2 separate regions of the Zea mays genome follow, and region 2 is linked to region 1. The links are chromatin contacts, called in public HiChIP or PLAC-seq maps. All regions are on one chromosome and are shown on one strand. Each heading gives the region's core, a stretch centred on a gene start, on an enhancer-like site or on the middle of the called end of the contact. The rest is flanking DNA. Distances are from core to core; before and after follow the strand shown.

The links. HiChIP or PLAC-seq counts read pairs in DNA pulled down with a chosen protein or histone mark.
Region 2: a contact with region 1 is called in an H3K4me3 HiChIP or PLAC-seq map of leaf, with 2.5 times the contacts expected there. The contact joins the promoter of LOC100384553 here to the promoter of LOC100281217 in region 1. A contact is called at or near these places in 2 of 3 datasets of contacts at active chromatin or transcription factors (leaf and seedling).

The regions. Positions count from the first base shown.
Region 1 is chr6:98,775,817-98,780,442 of Zm-B73-REFERENCE-NAM-5.0, forward strand. It overlaps LOC100281217 (lipid binding protein), which reads right to left and starts at 2,507. Exons shown (of 3, transcript NM_001154136.2): 1 at 2,046-2,507; 2 at 922-948; 3 at 360-678. The coding sequence starts at 2,355. The coding sequence ends at 566.
Region 2 is chr6:98,833,880-98,838,505 of Zm-B73-REFERENCE-NAM-5.0, forward strand. It overlaps LOC100384553, which reads right to left and starts at 1,897. Exons shown (of 4, transcript NM_001367254.1): 1 at 1,732-1,897; 2 at 295-1,566; 3 at 1-204. The coding sequence starts at 1,383.

The sequences.
Region 1 (4,626 bases), core at 1,257-3,756:
TTGCACAGAAGGACTGCTTGCATAGCAGTCGTTGCCGAACTAAAAACAGATATAGTGTCGTGCTCATTCTTATCTTAAAAATATTGGACTATATTCCCAGCACTACTCTTGAGCAGAGATGACGTAGGCCGTTGGCAGGCTGAACGAATAATAGGTAGAAATAGCGATTCTGGAGAGATGGTTATTGGTCCACGTAATGATACGAGGCAACCGGGCTCCAGAATTCAGAGGTTGCTCAAGCTCAACTGTAGTGGCTGCTTCGCGTTCCATGTAGCTATCAGCGGACAAAGTGGTTCAGTGATCTGTACTGGTGAGAGTACATTGGTAACCAAGCACATACTGACATACACAACACATAGTAGCAACTAGCCAGAAACCTTCCATTTAATTGTGCAGAGTCTAACACGAACACCACGAAGGAACCAATGAGAAATTCTGATCTCATCAGACACACAGCACAGCAAAACAAATGTTGATCGTATCGTATGTGCAAGTGAAATCATCTACTGTGGGATAAGACAAGCAACAAGCATTGCCGCCCGTTGCAGCATGCGGAGCTTTTAATTTACGCCAATAATACAGACCACAGAGCTAGGAACAAGCTCGTCACCAGTCCCGCGAAACTGGCCGGCAGAGCGCGACGGGCGGCGTTGCTGCTGCCGCCTGATGGCGGCGAACCTGCAAGTGCAATGCAAGGAGGGTTGTGAGAACGAAGTTGCATGCCTTTTGTCTAGCTAGTTAGCTAGGTGTGCCCGGTTGGAAAACGTAGAGCGAGGATCACTCAATGCATGTCGCTTCCTGTTTCAGATGCAGTTGTTGTTGGCATATTAATTATGCAGTTGTTGAGATGCAGTTTTATGTGAAGACTTCACAAAACCCAAAGTGTTGTAACTGAAGCACAGCAAGCTAAGAGGGGGTTACCTGGAGGAGACTGCGTAGGAGAAAGGCCTGTAAAAACGAAAGTTTAAAGGCGTTTATCAAAAGATGTACATCAAATTTGTTTGAATTAAAGAAAAAAAAAACTATGAGCAGCTACTAAATTTCTGAACCCCGGCCTATGAAGTTCGACCCTCAGTGTAGAGGAAAGTACTTAAGCATAAGCAAGGGTCTGTTTCTGAATGGACTTGTAAATATTATCCTAGATTCCTACTGCGAAGACTAGACTGAGAGCTAGAAAATTTACGGTTGAGGAGATAAGTCATAGAAAAATTAATTTATGACTCAACTTACTAAAAAAAATATCATTTAAAGAGGAATTAATTTAAAAGACACATTCCTTAACATAATGAACATCGATCACGGAATCATTTGGATGTTGGCACCTAGTACTAGTGTTTCCCCCCTCGTTGGCATTGACCTGTGGAGATGCCGAAATTGCCTACGCCACTAGCAACTAACGCGGAAACGCAAGTCACGGACCCTTTTGCACACTTGTCCGTCCTTGTGTGTTGCTGGCTTGCTGCTCAATCACTTGCATCGAGAAGCTAAAACTCAGCAAGCATCACTGGGCTCAACTGCTCAAGTTTAGTCCATTGTTAAATTATATAGACTGAATTTAGACTAATTAAAATTTCTTTTTTTTCTATTAGGTTTCTACTTTATCAATTAATATCCGTTAGTTTTTTATATCGTGATTAGTTTATGTTTAGTACTTCTATTTGTCATCTAAATTATAGACTAGAGTTTAGTTTAGTCTGTACAAACATCTCTTAAGTCTAGCTGATGCCTACTTGTGCGGACCGATCACTGTAAATTACAGTTTAAACTCTAAAGATGATTGCTTCACCTACTTTGGCAACCGATCACCATTTTTTTAAAAAGGCTTCAGTTCATATCTTTTTTTTTTGGTCTGAGAAGGAAATTACGGAGGAGAGAGATTCCCCGCCTGGATCGCATTGAAAATCATGGAAACTCTGTCACAGAGCAGAGCTCCGGTATTGATCGGAGTCGCGTGACTCCCGAGTGATTACACATGAACGGAAGGCAACTGATCGCCATTAACCGGATGCGGGAAAACCTGGTTTTCAAAATGGAAGTAGAATTACCCTTGCAGGCGGCGGTGGTGTCGCTGAGGCCGCAACGCTTGGAGAGGCCGAGGGCCTGGTCGAGGCTGATGTTGAAGGCCTTGAAGATCTCCGGCGAGGCGTAGAGGTCGCAGAGGCACTTGAGGTCGTTCTGGACGGCGTCCTTGAGCGGGCCGCAGCAGGTATCCGGCGGCGTCCCCGTCGTGTTCATGTACGGCGAGCACGGGATCAGCTTCTCCGCGCAGTTCGGCGTCTGCGCCGCCGCTCGGGGCGCCAGCACGCCCATCACCGCCACCAGCGCCACTGCCGCCGCCGCCATCCGCATCGCCATCTCTCTTCTGTGGAGCGTACCTGCGTGGACACTGGACTGCCTCCCCCTCTTCTCTCTGCCTCTCCTCTCTCTCTCTTCCCCCTCTTGTGTCTTTTGGGGAGGAAAGGAGGAGATGAAGCCAGGAAAGGTTGGTGGTGCAGTGTGCTTTTGACGGTTTTGCTTTCGGAGAGACTGTTCAGACGTGTAGTACTTTTTTAGCGGAAACATTCAAAGATGGCATGCCTACTTTTCGTTATCATTTGTATTTTGCGGGAATACATTCATACTATATGTATTTGTCGTTTGAAAGTTGGCAAATTATATCATATTATTTTTCTATAGTGGCATTCTTGGTCTTGGAAGGTGGCAGGTTGCAATACGTAAAATAATATTCCTATTGACCATAATGCGACTTTCTTGCTTTCCACATCATCAATATCTTTCGTGCAACGCGTAGATTAATATCAATCGAAACAATAGCTTTCTTGTCGGACTTTTCTAGGTCAACAAAAGCAACGCGTAGATTAGTTGGATGGTTTTTTTTAATCTGTTCACCTGAATTTATTTTAGAATTTAACTCTGTATTTTTTTAGTGGTCGACGCATATGATAACTTCAGCATTCGAGATTTAACGATCAAACTCAGTTCTTCAACGTGCTCATAGGGTAGAGTCGTATGTGTGCGTTCGTTTATTCAAGCGTATATAAATTTCCAATGATTATTAGATTCTCTCTACATCCAGATTCTTCTTACAACCATATTTTTATAAAAAGCTGGTCGAACCAAACAGGACCGCTTTTCAGCTTTTTTGAACCAAACGCTTCTCTAAAGAAATGGAGAAAAATCATTATAGAAACACCCTGAACTACACAAACCGAATTTGTACTCGAAAAATGCGTTCGTGTATTTGCCACCCAGAATTCATCATGTTATAGAATTTCTGAGCTAAGCCGCCGTTCTCGGTTCTCACAGCCCAGCTGCAAATTGTCTCGGAAGAACGTGATCGTTCAGCGCATACCGGATCGCAAAGGCAGCTCCACTGTTACGTTCTAGAAGAGCCCGCGCGCCACCACGTCGTCAGTCAATCGCTTTGGTGATGCTAAATAATTGGCTGATTTTTCAAACGACTGGACCAGAACCACCTGTCGCAGTCGTTCGAAAGTCGAAACTACGTTTCCCCGATCCTGCACAAACGAAACTGGGATGAAAAGGTAAGGCTATGTTTGGTTCGTGGCTAATTACGCTACACTTTGTTAAGATTAGTAGTTCGAATTAAAAAACTAATCTTAGGTAGAAAAGTTAGGCAAATTATGATAAGTTAGACAGCGAACCAAACAGACTCTAAGACTTCGTGTACCGCACCACAACTGGTTCAAATGATATGTAGTACCAAGAAAAAAAGTATGACGATCTCGTGTCAGCCACATAAAAACCAACACAAATCAACACGGTACATATCAAGAGCATAGCAGCGACTAGACAGCGACACGTGTCGTGGCTTTACCAGAACGAAAACTATCGGTCACACGCAGGCTCGCCGTGGGGGGAGCATATGTGAAGGATAGTTTGAAGGATGGATGCTAGAGTTTCACGATGACGATGGAGGGGCGTAGATCGTCGTGGAAAGGCATGTACCACGACCAAAACAAGTGTGTGCTTGGCTCGGCTCTACCTCCTCCGGAGTAGATTCTCTATCGGTGGAGTTAGTTTAAAAAACACTGTAAAAAGTAACTCTAGCTTAAGGGTTTATTGCTTTGGTAAGGCCATCGAGAAGAAAGAGCTTGATTCTGAAATCTTGACCTGCCCCATCAGAAACCTGCCGATGAAATATTTGGGAGTTTCCATTGACCATAAGAGTTTAAGGGTTTCTCAATGGGCTCAGACTCAAGAAAAATTTATAAAAAACTTGGGTTGGGGTTTGGCAAAAAAGATTCTTTAGCCTTGAAGGAAGACTAACCTTGATCAACAGCAGTCTGTCCAACATTCCTCTTTATATGATGTCGTTGTACTTTGCACCCTCTGTTGTTCTTAAAAAAGGGATATTTGTAGAAAAAGACATATGTGGCAAGGTGGTTGTACCACAAAAAAGTATCATTTGGTTAATTAGGAAATCGTATGCACTCCCAAAATTAATGGTGGCTTGGGGATTCTTAATCTTAGATGCATGAATATAAGCCTTTTGATAAATGGATTTAGAAACTGGAAAGTCAAGAGGGTCCCTGGCAAAGTTTGGTAAAAAAATATATGGAAAACAAATCTATGAGTTTGCAAAAAGGAAACAAGGGTAGTCCG
Region 2 (4,626 bases), core at 647-3,146, 57 kb after region 1:
ACCACGGCCCACCAGAGGGCTTCCGTGGAACATCGGCGCCGGGAGCTGGTGGCCCTCCGGGTACAATGGGATACACAGCTTCTTCCTGCTTGGCGGCGAGAACGGCGTGAGGTGGTGGATGGCCGGCGTGCTTGAGACAAGCTCGACCAGCCATGGGCTCACTCTCTTCACGTTCTGTAACAAGTCCGGTTCATCCCAAGCGACCTGGCCACAAAAAAAAAAGGAGCTTTGAGATGCCGTCCTTGAGATGAGAGTACGCATGGACGGACAGTTATGGAGGTTGGTTTCATCTACCTGAAGAAGCCTCCAGGGTGAATTGGGCCATCGGATGGGGTCAGCGACCTGCACGGCGGCGACAGTGCCCATGAACCAGCTGATCCTGGACGAGTCCTCCGTCTCGAAGGCCATCTTGAACCTCATCCCGGCGCACCACTGGGTGCGCATGGCCGCGCGGACCGCCCCCGCCTTGACGCAGAACTCCGGCGTGCTCGCCCTCGGGTAGTAGACCACCTCGAACGGCTGCCCGCTCGCCGCGAGGTTGGCGGCCTCGACGACCTCCTCCGGCCGCACCAGCACCCTGACCTTGCCCCTCGCGGCCGCGTCGTCCTCTTCTCCTCTCAGGAACGTGGAGAAGCCGGCGTACCCGTACCCGTACCCGCCGCCGTCTGGCGGCTGGTGGTGCGGGAACTCCGGCCCTCCTCCGATGCCGCCCTTTTTGGCGCGCCGGATGCCGACGCAGAGGTCCCCGTTCCCCGTCCTCATGAACACGATGGAGTCCCCCGCGACGAGCCTCTTCTGGTTCACGAAGGCGCTCCACCCGGTGGTGAGCAGGTGGCGCCGGGGCGTGCCGCGGTAGATGTGGCGGAACTTCCAGACGACGCCGTGCACGTCCTTGGCGAGCACGGTCTGGACGGGCGGGTCGGCGGAGTAGTCCAGCCGCGGGAAGATGGTCTCGGCGCAGTACCGCGGCACGGAGAAGCCCCCGCCGTTGTTGGCGTCGGACTGCGTGAGCGTCTTGGCGAAGGACGCGGGCTTGTCCTCCCGCGCGCCCGGCGCCGCGGCGTCGGCGTGGTCCGGCTCGTTGGGCCGGACGGGGGCGAGGCGGACCCTGGCGAGCACCTCGTCGGTGTCCGGATCGGCCAGGAACCGGACGGCGTCGACGCGGCAGAGGACGAGGGCCGGGACCCGGCCGGCGGGGAGGTCGGCGTGGGCGTGGCCCTGCGCGTGCTCGGCGTGGCCCTGCGGGAAGTAGTACACCCTGGAGTGCACCGGCGGCATCTGGACCATGCCGCCGGCGCAGGCGTGCCACAGCTGCGGGTCCACCAGGCACCTGCCGCTCTCCCTCTCCAGCTCCATGGCCGCCGAGTCCACGAAAGTAATCATCTCCCACTCCCACTTCCCGCGGCCACGCTACCCCGGAGGCGGTTTCGGCGGGAATTGAGCGCGATCTCCACCCACCGGCCACCGCGACAGCCTTTATGGATGAAATTTCACGCCTCCTCCACTAGTACCACGACGAGAAGCCTTTCCGCTGCACAGCCGCCATCACCACCACCACAGTCTCTGCTGAAAAAAGGAAGCAGGGGGAAGCAATGGAGATATTACTTTTTTCTCCGCCTCAGAAAATTTTGCAGGGAGGGAAAGGGAACCCAACCAACCCAGCAGCACGGCAGCGCCACGCCAGCACCACAGCTCCACAAGATTGCGGAATTCATCGGGCCAGTCACTCACCTCTGGCCTCTGGGCTCCTGGCAGACAGGCAGGCAGCAGCAGGCCACCAGCACCTTCAGATCCCTCCAAAGCAGGGGTAACGACGGATTCGGGGGCAAAATCGGCACAGCTCGACGGGCTCGTCTTCCTCCCCACCCCACCCACGGTCACACTCACACACTCTCTCTCACACAGGTGAGCAGACCTCAGCTGACATGGGGGCAGCAAAACAACTAATAAATAGAGAGAGAGAGAGGAAGAGAGAAAGGGCAGTCAAGCAAACAGCTCTGCATCTGAAGGGGATACCTCTGCCTACTCTGCTTAGTGGCTTAATTAATTGTAAATTGCTTATTGTTACTTTTCAGTTGCACACCCAAAGTGCCAGCGCTAGTGCTATTTTCCACAACGACGAGCTGCATCATTGTACTCATTGTCCACTGCTGTCTCATGTCTCTCGTAGCCGTTCTCTCTCTATCTCTCTCGATCGATCGGAATCAGAAGGAAACAATCAGGCAAATCTAAAAAAGTGCTGTTGTTTCCATCGCACATCATACAACAACAGTAATACTTTTTTGCACAGAGTCATGTCGTCCAGCAGATTGCATTGGACAACAACACGGGGCTAAGCAGCGTTTATGCCGCAGCTTTCACGTGGTCACTACAGGGAAGACTTCGGGGGTGTTTGTTACCCCAAACTAAACTTTAGCCCCTATCACATCGAATGTTTGAACCTCCGTTCCGGTTATTAAATGTAGTCGAATTATAAAACTAATTTGTCAACCGAAGATTAAAAGACGAGACGAATCTAATCCAGTTGGTTGGGTCTATATTTCATACTCTTATTTGAAAGTCAAACGCTTGATGTGACCCGGGCTAAACTTTAGCAGGGGCAACCAAACACCTCATCCATGGACCGTGACTCTTCTTCCAAGCTCCCAAGTTCCGTTACAGCGTTTATGCATGCGTGCGGCGAGGCAATTAAGAATGTCTTTTTCTTTTGTTAATTATAATCAGGTGTGACGTGGATAGGACTGGATCAGATGAGGCCTGTGTTTGGTTGGATGTGTATGGAGGGATGGAAGGAGGCGGTCACAGTTTTTATAATGTTTGGATGGAAGTCACGTAGGGCGGATTTGGTGATCAGGGATCCCGAGGTAATCCATAGGGAGAAATCACTTTGCTATTCAAATTTAAATACCAATGGAATTACTTCTCTATGGATCCCCTCGGGATCCTTGACCACCAAATCAGCCCGTAAGGACGAGGTAAATCCCGAAAGGGACGGTGTCACCTCCTCGGTTCATCCCACTTTAACCTCAAATCAAACACATAAAGTCGTGGAGACGTACAACTGGGTTAATTAATGAACCGGCCGGTATATATTTGGGGATTAAGGATTTAAGACGGGATCGATGGATGATCTAGCTGCTGCTGATGCTGCTTATTGACAATGACATGTGTGCCTCTGCCTCCTCTTTCGTACTCGTGCGTGCGGATGGACTAGAGCCGACTCTTCCGACTCCTCATCAATACTTAGGGCCCGTTTGGCACAGCTCCAGCTCCTGATTCTAAGCGAGGATCTGGAGGAGCTGTGCCAAACGGGTATTTTTTAAACTGATTCTTGTGTGGAGCCAAAAGATCGGGAGTCGTTTTTGTGAAGAAAGGTGGGATCTAAAAAAACCTACTCCACCCTTCCTTAAAATAGCTTCTCAACCAACCAAATATGGACCTCCTCTTAAAGTTTGATCGAAATTACCCGCAATTGCCATTGGACAAAAACATAACGAGCCAATTTATGGATTAAACATTTGAGACCATTTTATGCACTACTATGATGCGAATATTTTATATATTATTGTTTTATATTTTTTTCCGTATATACATCCTACTTATTGGTTTGTAACAAAGTTGAAATGCAAAGGGTAAAACAGACAATCGCCACAGACCGCCAACTCTCAGAAGACAAGAATCAGTTTACTTGCCAAACGGTTTTAAAAATGATTCTGATTTTCTAGGAGAATCAGGAGGATCAGCTCCTCACGAGGATCAGGATCTGGAGCTAAAGAAGCAGGATCCGAAGTTTTGCCAAACGGGCCCTTAGTAGGCTATGATGAATGATTATGCATGACGGCCGGCCAAGCTAGCAGACCGCTGCACCATCTGCAGTCGCGTCGCTAGCTGTTCTAACTTCTCCCGGCCGGGCGGGCGGCCGCCGACGACGGATCGGGATCGCTGTCTTGTCTCGCTATACTAGAGTGCAGCTGGTGTCGGCAGCCCACGAGTCCACCTGTCGTGCGGCGTGCTGTTGCTTAATTGTCAGCAGGGCCGGGTGCCCGGGTATGCAGGCAGTAGGGCATCGTCATGCATTAAACCGGATCGGAGGAGGACTAAACCCAGCCCAACCCAACCGTGAAAAGCAATTCTCCAGTGCAGAGCTGTCCGTCGTCCGGAGCAACTGGGCCACTTGGACACACGCTCGCGTCGTGCACGGACACCGTCGGATATGGAGAAAGCAGGCACGGACACCGCACCAGGTACCACACCGGCGGCCGCGCTTTTGAGTTTTGACCGCGCAAAAGTTAAAAAAAGGCAGCGAGAGGGCGACCGCGACGACACGAGCCAGCGTCCCGGTCGGTCGGTCGGTCGGTCGGTCGGTGTGGACGGTCACGTCACGGGGTTAATGGCCTGCTCGTACGCGCGCGTGCGTGCCCATGACAGGGTGCGTGCGTGACCCACCCAACCAAAGAACAGCGCGCGGGGCAACGGCCAACCACACGTCACCACCATGGCAACAGTACGTGCCGGCAATATATCTATCGCGACACGGCGCGCGTAGCTAGCTAGATGCCCGCGCTTTCAAGATCAGGCCCAGCTAGCACTAGCAGCAGGGGTCCCTCCCTATCTATCCCTAGTGCT